Linked DNA regions of Sus scrofa: regions 2 and 3 are each linked to region 1. The links are chromatin contacts, called in public Hi-C maps. All regions are on one chromosome and are shown on one strand. Each heading gives the region's core, a stretch centred on a gene start, on an enhancer-like site or on the middle of the called end of the contact. The rest is flanking DNA. Distances are from core to core; before and after follow the strand shown. Region 1 holds the start of THAP9 (DNA transposase THAP9). Region 2 holds the start of LIN54 (protein lin-54 homolog). Region 3 holds the start of COPS4 (COP9 signalosome subunit 4).

The links. A called contact is a pair of places that touch in the nucleus more often than the background predicts.
Region 2: a contact with region 1 is called in a Hi-C map of skeletal muscle, with 7 times the contacts expected there. The contact joins the promoter of LIN54 here to the promoter of THAP9 in region 1. A contact is called at or near these places in 3 of 5 promoter capture datasets (fetal liver, fetal skeletal muscle and liver), 14 of 47 Hi-C or Micro-C datasets (alveolar macrophages, blood, differentiating spermatogonia and 7 more) and 2 of 2 datasets of contacts at active chromatin or transcription factors (alveolar macrophages and skeletal muscle).
Region 3: a contact with region 1 is called in a Hi-C map of liver, with 5 times the contacts expected there. The contact joins the promoter of COPS4 here to the promoter of THAP9 in region 1. A contact is called at or near these places in 2 of 5 promoter capture datasets (fetal liver and liver), 21 of 47 Hi-C or Micro-C datasets (blood, brain, embryonic fibroblasts and 10 more) and 2 of 2 datasets of contacts at active chromatin or transcription factors (alveolar macrophages and skeletal muscle).

What each region holds. Positions count from the first base shown.
Region 1 is chr8:135,419,220-135,422,255 of Sscrofa11.1, forward strand. It overlaps THAP9 (DNA transposase THAP9), which reads right to left and starts at 1,514. Exons shown (of 5, transcript XR_002346893.1): 1 at 1,324-1,514. It overlaps LOC100737511 (a long non-coding RNA gene), which reads left to right and starts at 1,622. Exons shown (of 5, transcript XR_002346894.1): 1 at 1,622-1,823; 2 at 1,961-3,036.
Region 2 is chr8:135,329,447-135,332,146 of Sscrofa11.1, forward strand. LIN54 (protein lin-54 homolog) reads left to right here and starts at 1,422. Exons shown (of 13, transcript XM_021101867.1): 1 at 1,422-1,631.
Region 3 is chr8:135,312,803-135,315,644 of Sscrofa11.1, forward strand. It overlaps COPS4 (COP9 signalosome subunit 4), which reads right to left and starts at 1,542. Exons shown (of 10, transcript NM_001105304.1): 1 at 1,417-1,542. The coding sequence starts at 1,490.

The DNA of each region.
Region 1 (3,036 bases), core at 264-2,763:
TTCGTGTTGCCTTAATAGACTACCACTTAAAAAAAAACAGTGTACATTTCTTTTTGTCTGTGAGGATCTGTTCCATCCACTTTTCTACTTCTGATTTCAATGGCCTATACCAGACTGGACGACAGATGCGGGTTCAGATTAGACGGGCCTGAAAACAACACCCACTTTTGAGCCAAAGGAAACATCCTTGCCATGATAAGATACATCCTGAGTGCGACTAGGCTTGCAGAGTGCAGCCTAAGGATACTGAACAACTACCAATGATAGGCAGTGAAAATCCGAAATCAAGAGTCCCCTGCGGGCCCCGCCGGGCACAAAAGCCCCTCCATAGGCCGTCTTGCTTCACAACGACCTCCCCCAGCCCCCTCCCACTACTATCTTGTTCTAAAGAAAAGTAAAAAATCAAATTAAATTTTAAAAAAACCCTTTAGTCTCCTAGGCCTTCCCTGATCTCCAAAAAGCAGACACAGGCAAATTCTAACTAAGGAAGTGAGGGAATGCGGGGGGGGGGGGGCAGTTAAGCCAGAGAGCACGAACGATAGTTCCATGATAAGACAGAGTCCAAGATCCTCCTCAAGGGCTGTACGTAATAGCCTGATGGCTATCTTTAAGTTGTTCTGCAAAAACTAACCCCTGCCCAGCTGGAAGATAGTGACTAGTCGCTGACCACAAGCACTTGGACCCAATTTATTGGAACCAGAAGCCTGATGATTGACATTCTCCAAACACCACCCTGTTACCTCACTCCCACTCAATCCGAATAAATTCATGCACTCCGCAGCCTTTACCCCAAGACTGCTTTTCAAAACTCTACAAGCCCATCGAGGAATTTAGGTCTTTTGAGCATGGACCCCGGTTCTCCTTGCTTGGCACTGTGCAACTAACGCCGAACCACAACCTGGTCAGTAAACTGGCTTTGCAGCGCGGTGGGGGAGCGAACTCGAGTTCAGTTCACTAACAAAACTGATCTGCACACATCGCCCGGGCGAGCCCCACACTCTAATCGATGAAAGCTCACGCCTTCAACGGCACTTCTAAACTGCATTCCCTTCCCCTGCAGTAAGACGCCGACAGGAAGCAAGACTCCTTTAACTCGTGCTAAACGCTGTCGGGCAGCGGTAAGCCGTGAGAATGCAAAGCCGCCAAAGGCACCGAGCACCAAGGTGAAGAACGGCCTTCGCTCTCAAGGTTGCCCAGTCCCTCCGCCCAGTCCCACGCTACGCACGTCGCGCCACGTCGCGGGGGACGCCCCGCCCGGCCCCGCCCCCGGCCTGCAGCCAGCCGGCCGTGCTGGGAGTTAGCGCGGCGGCCGCTCTCACGCACTGGTGGAAGGAGAGGCCCCGCTCGCGGCTCAGCACGGTGTCCCGGGTGCTGCAGCCCACTGCCGAGCAACTTCGGGTCATCTTCTTGTTAGGTGGCGCTCCACGGTCGGTGCTCCTTCGACGGCATGAAACGCTACAAAGTTAGCTCCGCCCGCTGACTGGGCGCCTACGACCTTTATTTATTGGAAAGGCGGGATCTTAAGGCGCAAGACTCCCACCCTTCTTTTCGGGGGGCGCTGCGCCTGCCGCCGTGGCCAATCACAGGCCACGTTTTGCCCCAGCAGCCAATCAGAAAGACCAGAACGATTACGACGCCATTGGGCCGCCCCTCCCTCGCTGGTCGAGGGTGGTTAGTGGAAGCAACCGCCATGGGTTCCTTTTCATCCGCGCTGACTAAATCCATTGCCATCGCGCTTCTTGTGAGGCCCAGAGGGAGCATGCGAAGGGGAGAGGCAGCACCAAAGTTGAAGCGAATCCATAGGCGTACCAGTGTGTCTCCGGGTGCGAGCTCTGAAAGTGGCTGGAGGGTGTGATGGAGGGGGATAAACGCGGCGCCCTAGCAATGTAGAAGACAAAATTGGACCCCAAGTGAATTATTTGCTGAGAGGCATGGCATTTCTTTGCATTTTATTTTGTAGTTCCTTGATGCGGAGACAATGGTGTGGTTGACCGTAGGTGTGTGTCCTCGGAGGAGCTTGGATGAGAATCTCACATGAAGATAAGTCGACTTTTAATTCAACGAACCCTTTTCTGCAAAAGCTTGTGCCCCAGTGGGGGAATTAAGGAGGTAAGAAGGGGGCTCTCGGGGAAACGCACTGTCTAGTGGGGACCCGTCAGTAGCCTTACCGACAGGGGCAATGAAATGGTTTTGGTTGGGATGTGGATGGCTTTCAGGAGTGAGACGATCATGCATAGAAGGACGTCTTTGTTAAGCTCTTCGTGTATACGGTATGAGGTTTCAGGTCTCATAGAAGAAAAGTGGGGCCAAGTAGGGCCTAGTTTCTCTTTTGCATCTTTAAAGAGGTCCTTAGCATATTAAGTGGTATCGTTCCTGCCTAACGTTGCAGGCCCATCATAGAGAACAGAAATGTTTGTAATTTGTTCATTTCTGTCTCTAGCTGGCAAGAATGAGTCTAGCACTTCCAAGCAAGATTGTTCTTTTTCCCTTTTTTGTTTGCTTTATCCAGAGTCTAGCCAGAAAGATTCATCTCAAGGTATTACTTACAATTGCTTTCCTTTATCATACGCTTATATCTTACTTGAACGCAGTTAACGTAATTTTTGCTCATGTATTTTCGTTAAAAGTTACAAAGCCTAAGATAGTCCATGAATTTGGGGGAAATTGGTCCATGGGGTTTACTTAGCTGCGGGCTGTGCTAAGGGTAGGACCTGGATTTAAAACACCGTCAGTTGTTTAGACTGTTAGAAACTTTTATTTAGGGCCAAACCTGCAGCATATGGAAGTTAGGCCAGGGGTTGAATGAGAGTTGTAGCTGCTGGCCTACCCCCCAGCCACAGCAACCTAGATCTGAGTCACATCTGCATTGTACACTGCAGCTTGCAGCAGTACCATATCCTTAACCTACTGAGCCAGGCCAGGGACCAACCCTCATCCTCTTGGATACTCTTTGGGTTCTTAACCCACTGAGCCACAAAGGGAACTCTAGAAACTTCTCTATCACTCAACGAAATAAGGCCTGAATGAGGCTAAATG
Region 2 (2,700 bases), core at 172-2,671, 90 kb before region 1:
TTAGGATCCCGTGTTGCCGTGAGAACGGCAGCTACAGCTCCGATTAGACCCCCTAACCTGGGAACCTCCATATGCTGCAGGTGCAGCCCTAAAAAGACAAAAAAAAAAAAAAAAAAAAAAAACAAAAAAACCCAAAGGGATGTGGTACATATACACAAGACAAATGGATGGATTCAGAAGGTGTGGTACATTTACACAATGGACTCCTGCTCAGCCATAAAAAAGAACAAAATAATGTCCTTTGCAGCAACATGGGTACAACTAGAGACTCATCCTAAGTGAAGTAAGTCAGAAAGACAAATACCATATAATGTCACTTACACGTGGAATCTAAAATACAGCACAAGTGAACCTATCTATAGAAAAACCTCAAGGATGTGGAGAATAGACTTGTGGTTGCCAAGGGTGAGGGGTGGGAGTGGGATGAACTGGGAGTCTGGAGTTAGTAGATGCAAACTATTGCATTTGGAGTGGATAAGCAATGAGACTCTGCTGTATAGCACTGGGAACTATATCCAGTCACTTGTGATGAAACATGATGGAGGATAATGTGAGAAAAAGAACGTGTATATATATATAAATGTATAACTGGGTCACTTCGCTGTACAGCAGAAATTGACAGGACATTGTAAATCAACTACAATTTTAAAAAAACTAAAACAAAGTGATTGCTGCCTCTGCTACAGCAAGTCTCACTTCCTCCATTGTGTTCCCAGGCTACAGTCACTCACGTTGACCTGCATGTCCTCCCTGCTCCATTAGCAATTACAGACTGTACCACATCATTTTATATTATGCATTCTCTATTGTTTCCTCTGTAGTTTTTGTCTCATACAGAGCAGTTATTATCTGAATCTCTCAGTGCCTGCTTATCCTACTCCAAATTTGGGTTATCTTTTCTCACCTTACAAAAAGAATAGCGGGAAAAAGAAAAGGAAATGGTGATCAAATACAAAGAATTTTGACTGTGTTAGTCTTGGCTGTACACTGCAAACGAAAGTCTCTTTGAAAATAAGTTTAACTCTGCATGGTCTCCCACGGGCTTTTCAGCGACCCCTGCAACATTAGGGCCTAAAAAACGAAAAGATTTGGCATCTGTGATTACTGATCACTCCCCACCCAAGTACATCAAACAGCGGCAAGATGCTGGAAACTGCACCCACAGCAGAGACTTCCTAACAAGGAAAGCGAGACGGTAGCGCGGTCCCTTCCAACCTCCCAACTGCAGGCGCGATCCCGCTCTTCCCCCTCCCAGTCTCAGCCGGATGGAACATTCCGTGCGAAAGCTTGGACCGGGCGCCCACTCCGGGTCACGTGGAGCAGGAGCGTCCTGCCGGCGCCTTGCGGGATGACGCTCGCTCGGGTTGCCAAGGGGCGGGGCAAGGCGCCGCGGAAGGGGCGGGGCGAAGGAAGCCGGCCGGGAGGCGGGGCGGGCGGAGCGGAGGGGCGGGCGGAGAGGGGCGCGCGGGCGGGGAGGGCCCGGCGTATTATGGGATGCGGCGGTGGAATGGCGCTGGGCGCGTGATTTTGAACAAACCCGGGTCTGTGTCTCGGAGGCGCCGCCGCCGCCGCGGCTGCTGGGAGCCCAGGGAGCGCGGCGCGAGGAGGAGGCGGCGGCGCCGCCGGCTTTGGTGAGTGTCAGCCCCCGGGGTGGGGGCTTCTGGGCGGGCCGGCGGGAAAGGGGGCGCTGCGGGTGGAGGCGCGGGCGGAGGGCGCCGGACCGCCCTCTCCGGGAGCCCGGCTAGTGGGTCGTGGCGGAGAGCGGGAACCTGCAGTCTGGGGGCCGCCGCGCCCCATCCCCGGGCCGCAGGGGGCGGGAGGAGCCTCCCGGCTCGGGCCCTTCCCGCCGGCCCTCGGGAGGGCGGCTGTCACCCGGCTGGGCCGCCGCTCCGCCGGCAGCCTGTCCTTCTGGGCGGTCTGGAGGGAGGGCTCCCGTGGCTGTTGACACGCACACGGCGCGGCCCGAGGAGCCGCCGTGTCGGCCCCGGGTTTCTGGGAACCGGTTTTGCTGCTGTGTCATTTCGTAGCAGCCCTTCCTTTCCCTACTGCCCGCCGCCCGGTTCTTCCTACGCCCCTTTGTATGGTGTCTTCGTGTGTGTCCGTTTTCCTCGCGAAGCCCACCAGCCAAATGTCATAATGTTCCCGAGGTGCACGGGGAAGGGAGCGGGCCAGGGCTTAGCCTGGCCAAGCAACGGTAAACACCAAGCAGAGTGCGGATGGATGGGGCTGGCGGAGGGGAAATAAAGTTTAAAGATGAAGAAGCTGGGCAGGCTCGATACTCCTGGCGTCTAGCAGGCTGCATAGAGAAACGACGACTGGGCCGATTGATAGATAGCACTTGTTTAAGCCTGAAGCTGCCGTCTTTTATGTGGAATTGTCATTCAAGCAAGGTAAGGAAGTGAAATGGCTTTTTCAGTTTCTTACTCTCTCTTCTTAAACTAACTTTGAAGAAAGACAGTCGAGTGGCTCTGTTCGAAATCTGTACATTCCGTTTGCTCATTTCAGACAGGTCTTATGCTGTAGTCGAATGGTAGGTATAGAATCCAGCTTTTGGATGGGTGGTTATCAAACCTGAAATCAATAAAGGCAGCTAATTTACGTGTTTTTTTTTTTTTTAATTCTGATCCCGTCAGAAGCTTGCAGCTTAGGTTTTCTTGTTATGTCTTTGATAATTAAAATAATCTGTATTTTCTTTTCGTT
Region 3 (2,842 bases), core at 292-2,791, 110 kb before region 1:
CGGAAACAAACATAAGCTAGTTTTACTTGCATCCAAATCTATCCAGATGCACAGCAGAGATGACTGCAATCTTGTAAATCAACTACACTTCAATAAAACTTTTTAAAAATGTGAAAAAACAAAAATGACTCTATTAAAATTACATGCAGAAAGGACTGAGCCATGAGACATATTCAACTTATTTCCAACCCAGGAAATAAGTCCATATATATTTAAGAACTGCTTAATAATGATAATAACAACAGTAGCGATGGCAATCCTGTGGCTCGAAACCTCAGGTCCTGGTCTACGCGATTTACGAGTGACATAAGTGCACACACACACATATACTCATTTTGTCCTCAGACAGAAGCAGCCCATTTTCCTGAGACGGAAACTGCGGCAGAAAGTAGTTAATCCCAAGGCGCAGAGCTAAATTTCCCACTCATAAAAGTAGATTACATTTACCACCAGGCAAAAGCATTACAACCTACGTAAAACAAAGTCAAGGCTTCAATAGCCAGGTTAGAGCAGGTGCATCCTATGAATACGGATCAAAGCGATCTCAGCTGTCAGCTTGAGAAACACGCTTTAAGCAGAATGCATGTTCATTACAAAAGAACAGCGCCGCGAAACCTACAAAGAGAAAACAAGACAACTTTATCCATCCATCCATCCATCCATCCATCCATAATTAACACTGTTGAATAACGGCTTGCAGGGCAGGCACACATCACACATTTTAACTTGCAGTGGACCTAAGCCCTCCGCATAAATTCCGACGAACTTCCTAAACAATCTTGAATCCTGGAAACACCACCACTCTAGACATCCTGACGCACGTCGTGGTGACATTCCACCTCCGTGCCCTTCTTCAGAGTTGCTGGCGGAGCGAGAGAACCCACAACACAAGAACCCACACAAGATGGTTTAGTGGTTCTGGACGGCGTGAGAGCGGCCATAACTCCACAGCCCCCGTCAGCCGCAAGAAGACATCTCCCCGGAAGGCTCTGCACCAAGGACCCAGACTATCAACTTCCCTCACTCAAAAAGAAAAAAGGGGAGAGCCGGGGCAGAGAGAGGCCAGAATGCGGGGTGCGAGGCCGGCCAGCGAGGGGAAGGGGCACCAGGCGAGGCGTGAAGGCCACGGGAGGAAGGTCCCACAGCCCGCGCTTCTAGAATCTTGGGACCAGAAGGGATGCCCTTGGGACTGAGTACGCGAAGAGTCGCCCCAGATCGACAACCCCCCGGGCTCCCTGCACAAGGTCCTCTCCCGTTTTCCGCGGCTCCCGGCAGCTGCCTCCACAACCGGCCTCAGGCCCGCCCCCTTGGTCATCGGGCCCACTCCCAGCTTCACAGCTGAAAGCCGCCATAAATCCAAGGAAAACAAGTCTCTGGCTTCCCTCCCCACCTTCCAGGCCCCTGGGAAATACTCACTTGCCCGCCAGATCTTTATGAGAGCCGCTCGAATTCATGAGCTGGGCCAAATCCTGCCGCACGGCTGCCGCCATCTTCCTCCGAGCTCAGCGGAGGCTGCGGGGCCTCTCGCGGCCAAAGGGAAACGAGTCTAGTCCTCCAGAGTCCGGCCAGAGGGAACCCGAGAGGCCACAGAGTAGCGCCTGTGTGGGCCAGAGCGCCGAGGTCGGGAGCCTGCGTTAGGCCCGCCCCCAGCGTTGAGTGACGCGAAGCTCCACTGCTCAGATCCTAAGCCCGCCCAGGCGTCTCCCGCCGACTCCGGCTCGCACGCTCCCACTTGGGATTGGCGGGTGAACCCCAAGGGGCGGAGTCGCCTGTGCACCTCCTGTAAGTGTCCGATACGCAAAACCACTCCATCTTCAAGTTCCGTGGCTCTCGTCTTGCTTTACCGTTCCTTGTTCTTCAAGGCGGCACCTGAACTACTCATAATAAAGAACGAGTTGGTTTTTGTGTACAGTTCACCACAGACCAGTACTTTTGTCAAGTACAGTAAAATGTGCGCCCATCCCTGTTTCCACTCTTCACACTTTATATAGGTTGAGCATACATCCCAGTTTGTCCAGGACAGGAGTAATTATTTACTCTGTAAACTGTTCCATTTGGATAACAAATTATATGATCACCCTACCTTGATATGTAATTGTATTTATTATCCCTGTATCTTTATACAATTTCTGTCTGCAAATACAAGCAAATAAATGTAAATTTTTGTCTATCCTTTCTAGCTTTCACAAAAGATAATACACCATATCATTATTCTGCTCTTGCTTTTTTCACTATTCTTGAAGATGCAAGTCCGCATACCTGCTTCATTCTTTTTTTAGAGCTGGAGAGTATTACATATCATAAGGGACACCCTGGTTTATTGAATCTGTATAGCTAGACACTCGAGTTGTTTTTAATTAATCGCCAGTGCTGCAGTGAATAACCTTGTTCGTACCTCATTTTGTACGTGTACATGTAGAATACATTCCGAGAAGAGAGCTGAAGGGTCGACGTACTTACAGTTGTGATAGATGTTGCCAAATTGCATTTTATAGGAATGGTACCATTTTGCCTTCCAAGCAGCAATATCATAGGGGTGCAAATTTCCTCAGACTTGCCAACACAGGATGTTAAACTTTTGAATTTCTGCACTCTATATGTGAAAACTAGCATATTCCCTCTTTGGGGAAGGGGAAAGAAAAGAAGACCAGAATAGGAGTTCCCGTCATGGCTCAGTGGCTAACGAATCCAACTAGGAACCATGAGGTTGTGGGTTCGATCCTTGGCCTCGCTCAGTGGGTTAGGAATCTGGCGTCGCCATGAGCTGTGATGTAGGTTGCAGATTCGGCTCAGATTCCATGTTGCTGTGGCTTGACTCCTAGCCTGGGAACCTCCATATGCC